Linked DNA regions of Mus musculus: region 2 is linked to region 1. The links are chromatin contacts, called in public promoter capture Hi-C maps. All regions are on one chromosome and are shown on one strand. The core of a region is the stretch at or near the end of the contact, and the rest is flanking DNA. Distances in the headings are between cores, read along the strand shown. Region 1 holds the start of Stip1 (stress-induced phosphoprotein 1). Region 2 holds the start of Dpf2 (D4, zinc and double PHD fingers family 2).

Region 1 (4,128 bases), core at 904-3,403:
CTTTAGAGCAATAGAAAAATAACTGGGAAACACAGCTTTTATTAAGTTTTTATTTTATTTTTATTTGTTTTTTCAAGACATGGTTTCTCTGTGTAGTCCTGGCTGTCCTGGAGCTCACTCTGTAGACCAGGCTGGCCTTGACTCAGAAATCCACTTGCCTCTGCCTCCCAAGTACTGGGATTAAAGGCGTGCACCTACATGCCCGGCCCTTGTCATTATTTTTAAGGTTTAAAAAAAAAATGCATTGTCAAACCAAAAAAAAAAAAAGCCGAAGCCGGGCGCGTGGTAGTGCATGCCTTTAATCCCAGCATTTGGGAGGCAGAGGCAGGCGGATTTCTGAGTCAAGGCCAGCCTGGTCTACAGAGTGAGCTCCAGGACAGCCAGGGCTACACAGAAAAAACATGTCGGGGGGGGGGGCGGGGGGGGGGAAGCATTGTCGGCCTTGAAGTGGTGATATATCTCTGTTGTGTGTGTTCAAGGACTCAAACTCAGGTTGCCTGGCTTGCTTGGTTGGGGAATAAACACCCTTTACCACATTTTCAAGCCATCTCAAGCCCTTCCCTTCCCCTTCCTTCCATTTTTTTTTCTTCATTTGCTCAGGCTGGCCTTGAATTCTGATCTCCCTCCCTTTTCCAACTCCCAAAATTTGGGATTGCAGTCATGCACTTTTTTTGTTGGTGGTGGTGTCTTTGTTTTTTTCCAGGCTGGGTTTCTCAGTGTAACAGAACCCTGGCTGTCGTGGAACTCATTTTGTAGTCCAGGCTGGCCTCCAACTCACACAGATCTACCTAACCCCCAGCCCCCATCCCAGTGCGGGATTAAAGGTCCACTCCATCATGCCTGGCTTAATCATGCACTTTGTATACATGCCTTTTGTAATTAAAAAAAAAAAAAAAAAAAAAAAACAACCAAAAAACCTAACCTTTGTATTTTCTTTTTGTCAAACAGAAGGTTGGAGGCTCATGGGTAGAGGGCTTGTGTAGCACAGACAAGACCTTTGTTTCTATCTCCAGTCACCCAAAAAGTACTCTTGCCACATTTGGCTCACACCTGTAATTTCAGCACTCTGCCTCTTCCCTCTCCCTCTCTCTTGAGACAGGGTCTCACTATATAGTTCTGGTATGGATAGCTCTGGCTGTCCTGGACCTCACTATGTAGATCAGGCTAGCTTAAGAGATACACCTGCCTCTGCTTCCTGCGTGCTGTATGCCACCACCGCTCATTTCCTCCGATCTTAAGTGAGGCAGGAGAAAGAACTAGGTAGGCATAAGTGAACAGATAAGGGGTAACCGGATGGAGAGGGTATGCATTGGTGCTACTGGCACAGACATGGCACCGCACAGCCCACGTTCCTTATACAAATCCTGTCCAGACCCCTGATCATCAGTCTCTGTCGTTCCATAAGCTACACGCTAAGCCTGCAACCCAAGTAGCATTTCTGCTGGCAGGCCATGGTGACCAAAGCTTGCAGCTGAGTTCAGAGAGTAAGGGCCAAGCAGCCGGTCCGCCAGGACACTGCCGGAAAAGCGGAGGCCTGTCGTGGCCCGCAGCATTTTGGGAACATTCAACGCAGGCCCGTCATAGCCCGCAATATTTTGGGTACATTCCGGGCCTAATAGTCAGGATGCGAGGAAGCGCGGGCCAACAGTCTCAGACTCAGGGAAAACAGCTTGTAACGCTGTAGTTAAAGCCTAGGCGACACCGGGCCAGATGCTCGACTCCCCACGAACCACCAGCCAGCCGAGCACCCCCTTACAGGGCAGCGGCATAAACCAATCAGCGCCAGGAATGGCCAAATTTTTTTTTTTCCCCACCCATCCACCCAATTGAATGTTTCCTCTGAAAGGCGGTTCCGTCTAGGAGTCCTTCAGCCCAATGAGAGTTGTGGAAATTTCCAGAAAGAACAGGACCAATGGGTGCGGCCAGGCCAGCTACAATTGACGGACTAACCAACCAATCCGTGTCGTCAAGACCCGCTCCTCCCTCAGTTAGCCTAGCCCTGAAATAGGCGGGACTTGCCGCGGAGTGTCCAATCCGGAGGTGCAGAGGAGGCAGGGCTGAAGAGAAGACCCGTAAAAAACCAATGAAAGAGAAGTCACGATGATTGACTGAACTTTAAGCCTATAAAAGGGGCGAGCAGAGCCTCCTGGACGTGTTCAACCAGTGAGCAGGCGAGGAAGGGGCGGTAACCTGGGGGTCCCGGCAGCTTCTAGTAGGTTCCAGAAGGCGGCGCGTGCGGTTGGGAACGCGGAGCGGACGAATTCGATTCAACGGGGTTCCGGGCCAGGCTATGGAGCAGGTGAAGGGGGAGGGGCGGCCGGGGCCCCGGGGCAGCGCAGGCCTGTTGGCGGGGAGAAGCGAGTGGTTGGGGGGCCGGGTCGGGCGGCCGAGGCGCGGGCGTGAGAGCCGCGGTCGGGCGTGTGAGGGGAGAATGGCGAGCGCCCGTCGCCCCCGCGACCCGCCGAGTGGAGCGGGAACAGGCCTGGCCGCGGCCGGGCCCCGAAGCTTCTGGGGGCCGGGCCTCCTCAGCGCGGAGAGGCCCCTGTCGGCCGCTGCGAACTTGGAGGGATCCGGTGACCGATCACCCCAGCAGCCTTCGGGGTACACGGCATCTGTGTGCGCCCGGGAAAAGGACCCGCGCGACTGCAGAGAAGGCGGGCGCGGACAGTGTCACCAGGGCTCCCTGAGGCATACATATGTCGCCCCTCCCCCCACTTTTCGTAGTGACTGTGGGGTGACTGAGTATCCGACCCTTGGAAATTCCGTTCCCGATTACACAGGATTTAGTGGTTTTAGACAGTTGTGAGCCGATAGTGAGGAGCTAGAAGTCCCTGTCTCTACCGCTCAGCATCTGATCTGGGGCACAGAGGGAAACCTGCCGTCCTTACCTTGGTGATTTAGCTCAGGCTACAGTGGCCTGCATCTGAGGCCTGGAGAGGTTTTGTTACCTTGGAAGCTGTCATTGAACCGTTGTGATTCATCCAAACACACACATACAAAAAGAGCACAGCTTACTACTACTTTTACTGTGATGTATAAAGTAAAACCTTTTGTTCTGGAATAGTCACTGTGAGGGACCGTGGGGCCTCTCACCTTGTTAATAAGACTAAATGGAGAGGTTAATCAACTTTCTGTACCCTTGGAGTAATTAAACTGTAACTGCAGTACGGACAAGAGAGACGCTTTTTTGGTATGAGTAACACCTTGCTCTGTTACAACAAAAAGAGGTTGTTTTTCATTATCATTCATTCATTCATTGTGTGGCACTAGGGATCAAACACAGGGCCTGAATTTAGAGCTATGGTCTACCCCGTCCATCCTCCCCACCCTCCTCAGTGGGGAAAAATCCTGCCAGCCATTATACAAGTGTGCAAGTGTTCCTGTGGACTGCAAACTTACAGTAAGATGACAAATTTGAGCGTTGGGCTTAGAGATGGCTCAGTTGGTTCAGCGTTTGATGTCTAAGGATGAAGGCCTGGGTTCCGATTGCCTTTACCCACTAAATCGGTGAGGGGAGGGGAGACCCGAGCATCTCAGGCCTGTCTGTGAGCTCCAGATTCATTGAGATTCTGTCTCAGAGTAAGGTGGAGAGTGTTGGAGGAAGACCCTGACTTCCAATGTCTGCCCCATGCACTAGCATATACACAAATGCGTTTGAATATTGGAAATTGTACATTTGAGCCAGGTGGTGGTGGCATAAGTAAGCCTTTAATCCCAGCACTTGGGAGGCAGAGGCAGGTGGATTTCTGAGTTTGAGGAGAGCCTGGTCTACAGAGAGTTCCAGGACAGCTAGGGTTATACAGAGAAACCCTGTCTGGAAAATTGTACATTTGAAGAGTAGAATTCCAGGTAACTCCTACAGTGACACATAGTTTATATTTTAAGATTTAATTTTGCTAGGCATGATGGTGCACTCAATGAGGCAGAGGCAGGCTGATCTCTGAGTAAGTAAGTGGACCACCAGAGTTGTATAGTGAGACCCTGTCTTAAAAAATCCCAAAACATTATTTCTAATGCCCGGTGTGGTGGCACAGATCTTCAATCCCAACACTTGGAAGGCAGAGGCAGACAGATAGACAGCTTTGTCTATATAGTGGAGTTACAGGTCAGCTATAGCTACATAAAGAG
Region 2 (4,186 bases), core at 613-3,112, 1.1 Mb after region 1:
TGTGGACCTGATTAGAAGTACTTGCTTTGGGCGATTCCACTCTTCCGTGTCAGGATATAAGCAGCCCAGTTCAATAGCAAACACCAAACATGAATCTGTAGCAGTAGCACAATCCAGCAGGAACAGCCAGGCTCTGCTGAAGCGGCCAGAGTCAGCCAGGATACCACGAGACGTTGTTTGGCGAGTGAGTTTCTCCCTATGAAGTGAAGACCAGCGAAGCATTGATGGTATAGCCATGCAAGAACTCCCTCTCATTGTTCGTGGGGTTCCAGTTATATTCTTTCTAAACATCACACACTCTCTCAGGTATCTGTTTTCGGCAAAATATTACATGTCCTCTCACAAGACAGCTTCCAGAAAAACATCACATGATGTGACTAAGTTGTTAAGGAAACCAGAAGTTTCCACTTGAGTGGAGGCTCTGGGAACTTTTGCTGTTTGTTGCTATTGTCCCTCAGGTTTTCTATGTAGCCCCAGTGGCTTGGAGCTTGTGTAGCCTGCATGGGCCTTGAACTTGTGGCAATCCTCCTACCTCCTAAAGAAAAAAAGACAATCTATGCATACATATACATATACACATATATATCAGGTCCAACATGGACAGAGAGTAGATCGCTTCTAAATCCATTGAAACCGAGGTTTGGTGACTTTGTTAGGAGTTATTTCAAAAGGCCTGGTGGGAACAAAAGCACTCAGTAAGCAGAAGAGAGCCTAGGAAAACAGGGCAGTACAGAATACGAATGAAAATCTGCTTAGAAAGAGTGAAAAGAAATGGGCTGAGATGCAGTGCCAATGGGCTTAAGGGAGTCCTGTTGGTTTCTTCTTCTTCTTGTTTTGTTTTTGTTTTTGCTTTTGTTTTTTTGAGACAGTGCTTCTCTGTGTAGCCCTGGCTGTCCTGGAACTCACTTTGTAGACCAGGCTGGCCTTAAACTCAGAAATCCTCCTGTCTCTGCCTCCCAAGTGCTGGGATTAAAGGTGTGTGCCCCTACCGCCCGGCTGGTTTCTTCTTTAAGGGGAAACATGTTTGTTCATGGATTTGCATAACTCGATACTGAAGGAGAAATAAATAGTATAGAACTAAGAGGGCTAGTCACACCAGTGAAAACTTTCAATGTGGAGAATGGCTTGGTAATAGCAATCAAGGGCTTGTGGGATGACACAGCAGATACGGACTCTGGGCACCACGCCTGACAACCTGACCACCATCCCCCAGGTACAAAGTAGAATGAAAGAACTCACATCCCCAAGCTGCTCTCTCACTCTTACACATATGCTATGGCACATGCACGCACACAAAGACAGACATACAGAGCAAAGGAATGGAGAGAGAGGGAGAGGGGAGAGGGAGAGAGAGGGAGAGGAAGAGGGAGAGAGAGGCAAGCAAGAGAGAAGAGGTGGGTGCCAGTGAAGTTCAAGGACCGGGTTTACTGGCAGGAATTGTCCGAATGAGAGTCAGGCCCAAGAACAGCCCATTTTGGGCACTCACTTTCCATTCTCTAAAATGGGCTGACTGGGAACAGAGGTACCTAAAGGACTGGGACTCTGACCTTTCACTACCTACCCACCAATCTCTCCCTGTGTGTCAACCTCGTGGCTAACGGCCAGCCAGGCAGGACACTGTTTGCAACTTCTAGCCTATCCGCGTGGCCTTTTCACTTACCTTTCTCACTTTCCAACCGAGCCAGATCTCCTAGCTGAGGCGTCACTAAATGGAGGGGAGACGGATCTCTAGAATGAGCTGCAGAGGGCATGTAAGTTTTCCAATCGCGCCTGCGCACTGGGATCCTAGGCTCCTTCAGGACAGGTCGTTCTCGAGCGCTCGCTCTCGTGGGCCTGTGCGTGCGCGCACCCCCTAGCTGCGCCTGCGCAGAGGGTCGAGGACCCTGTGTCCTGAGAAGGCTTAGCGCCTGCGCGTTGTAGGTTTCGGGGCCTCCCGGCCTGAGGGAGAGGAACAGGGAAGATGGCGGCTGTGGTGGAGAATGTAGTGAAGCTGTGAGTGGTCTTTTTTGTTTGTTTGTCTCTTTTTTCTTTTTTAATCTCTCATGTACCAGAAATCTTGTAAAGGACCTGGGAGTAGAGAGGGAGGTGCGGGAAGAGACAAGGTAGAGAGAAGGACATGCCCGGGAAGTCCTTGCTGTGCGACTGCTGGGAGGGAGGGCAACAGGAGACTCGGGAGACGGCGCTGGGCTTCTTTTGGAAACTTGTGGAGGACTGGAGGGGGGCACACCGGAGCCCCCGACGGGTGTCCTCCTCGCGGGCCGAGCCCCGAGCGGAGCTGCGGGCTGCGAAGGAGAGGCTCACGGTCCCTGGCCCCTCTCTGGAGACGCGTCAGTCCCGCCAAGCCGAGGCCGGCGGCACTAGGAGATCGGGGTCCCCTCCCCGCCCACCGCCGTCCCTGGGGCCATAGGCTCCGCCGTCCCTGCGGAGTCCTAAGACTTAAGCAGCCTGGTGACGTTAACCGGGAAATCCGGGGTCCACGAAACTAAAAATGTTCTTGGGAAGAACTGGTCCAAGAGCAGAACTTCGGGGAGTGGGGAACTAGACCGGAGCCAGATGGCCTTCCAGTCCGCAGGAGCCCTGAGGTGGGCGTTCTCTGTCCCCCAGATGCCATTGTGCGGGTCAGATTTCCAGTGGAGCTGAAATAAACGGTTGTTGGGCGACACCGGGAACGGGGACTGGCCTGCTAGTCGCTTCCCCTCAGTTGGAGATGTTTGGATGAGGCTCTTCCTTCCTTCTTGAAGAAGAATCAGAGTTTTGGAACGGGGTGCCCATTGGATTTAAGAATGGCCTTCTCTTCCCTTAATGGCCATGTTAGACGTGATGTAAGGATAGAGAAATTGAAGTGTTTCAGCTGTCCAATCAAAGCTTTTGGATTCTGGATGACAAAGTAAAGGTTTTGGAACCATTCTGGAGGACTTTTCGCAGCTTTATCTGTCTTTGTCGTGGGCTGAGCCCCAATCGTCCCAAGAGGCTTTTAAAAAATTTTTTTTAAGGTTAAGTTGCTTCTTCCCTGCTGCTTGCAGCCCCTTTCTTTGAAAATGCTTTTCCACTTCCATTAAGCTAAGTGCCTTCTCTTGTGGCTTTTTTTTTTTTTTTAATCTCGCTTTTGGCTTCATCCTGCTGCCTATTTCAACCACCCCTCCTCCCAACGCTATTATCTCTGTGATCTGCCCACTCCGGATCCCCGGCTCTCTTCAGGCTGACATTTCCCTCAATTTAGAAATGAGGCTGTTAATTTACCAATTTTATAGTTCTCCTTCTGGACTCAGAAGTTAAGTCTTTATTACCCTGCCTTTCTCTTTGTTGGACCCCCCTTATTCCCCTGGAAGGGGAGTTGTCCTGTGCCCCCTCCCCACCCCCCAGGTTTCCTGTGAAAGGAGGAGTCACAGCTTTTACCCTGAAAATCTTACTGTCTAAAAGAATATGCTTGCCTAGGTTTTCAGAATTAGATGTCAATGGAGTTCTTCATGTTGAAAGATGGTCTGGCAGAAAATGGAGTTGCCAACCCATTGGTGTAGTATTTTAAGTGTTGGGTGCCCATTTAAATAGAGCATTGCTCTTCATGCCTCTTTAACTCACTGGTTCCTGAGTATCAGTGGGGCACTAACTTGCTTCTCCTCAGCTGTAGTGCAGAAGACTGGAAGCTCCTAACATGTTCCCCGGGGAACTTTCCCTTTACAGGGAAGGCTTTGATTCTCACACCATTCTCACTCTGGAAAGATGCCTTTCTGATGCCTTTTTAAAAAAAATAGTATGCTTCTGTCTTCTGTCAGCTGCCATCACTCACTGAGGGAAAGACCACTAGCTCATCTTTTTCATTTTTTGCCGTGTGAGAAGACTTTCTGTCTTAATTTTCTGTTTTTCTCAATTACAACGTCATGGTTGAAATAGTCTTTATAGTGGTCTTATTAGAGTAAATACTAGTGTTAAAATAACCATGGCTGCCAGCTAGTTTTTAAAACTTTCTAGAGTTATATAAGGCTATCCATAGAATAACAGAAGCTTGGAATTTTTTGCTACAGAGTCTTGAATTTGTGTGCACTCTCCTCTTTTGCTCTCTTCACACGCACACATGCACACACTCATGCAGTCTTATCCGGCCATCTTTCCTACTAGAGCACCTGCTTGGCCTTCTAGAATCTTACCTGGCCTGCAGGGGCCCCGACTGGACGTTCCAGTCATCCCT

What was found. Promoter capture Hi-C pulls out the DNA fragments that hold promoters and counts their contacts.
Region 2: a promoter capture Hi-C map of pre-B cells shows a contact between it and region 1, with 2.6 times the contacts expected there. The contact joins the promoter of Dpf2 here to the promoter of Stip1 in region 1.

What each region holds. Positions count from the first base shown.
Region 1 is chr19:7,038,051-7,042,178 of GRCm38.p6, reverse strand. Stip1 (stress-induced phosphoprotein 1) reads left to right here and starts at 2,153. Exons shown (of 14, transcript NM_016737.2): 1 at 2,153-2,299. The coding sequence starts at 2,291.
Region 2 is chr19:5,910,547-5,914,732 of GRCm38.p6, reverse strand. It overlaps Dpf2 (D4, zinc and double PHD fingers family 2), which reads left to right and starts at 1,862. Exons shown (of 11, transcript NM_011262.5): 1 at 1,862-1,992. The coding sequence starts at 1,961. Gm42067 (predicted gene, 42067) reads right to left here and starts at 1,779. Exons shown (of 2, transcript NR_168272.1): 1 at 1,661-1,779; 2 at 1-196.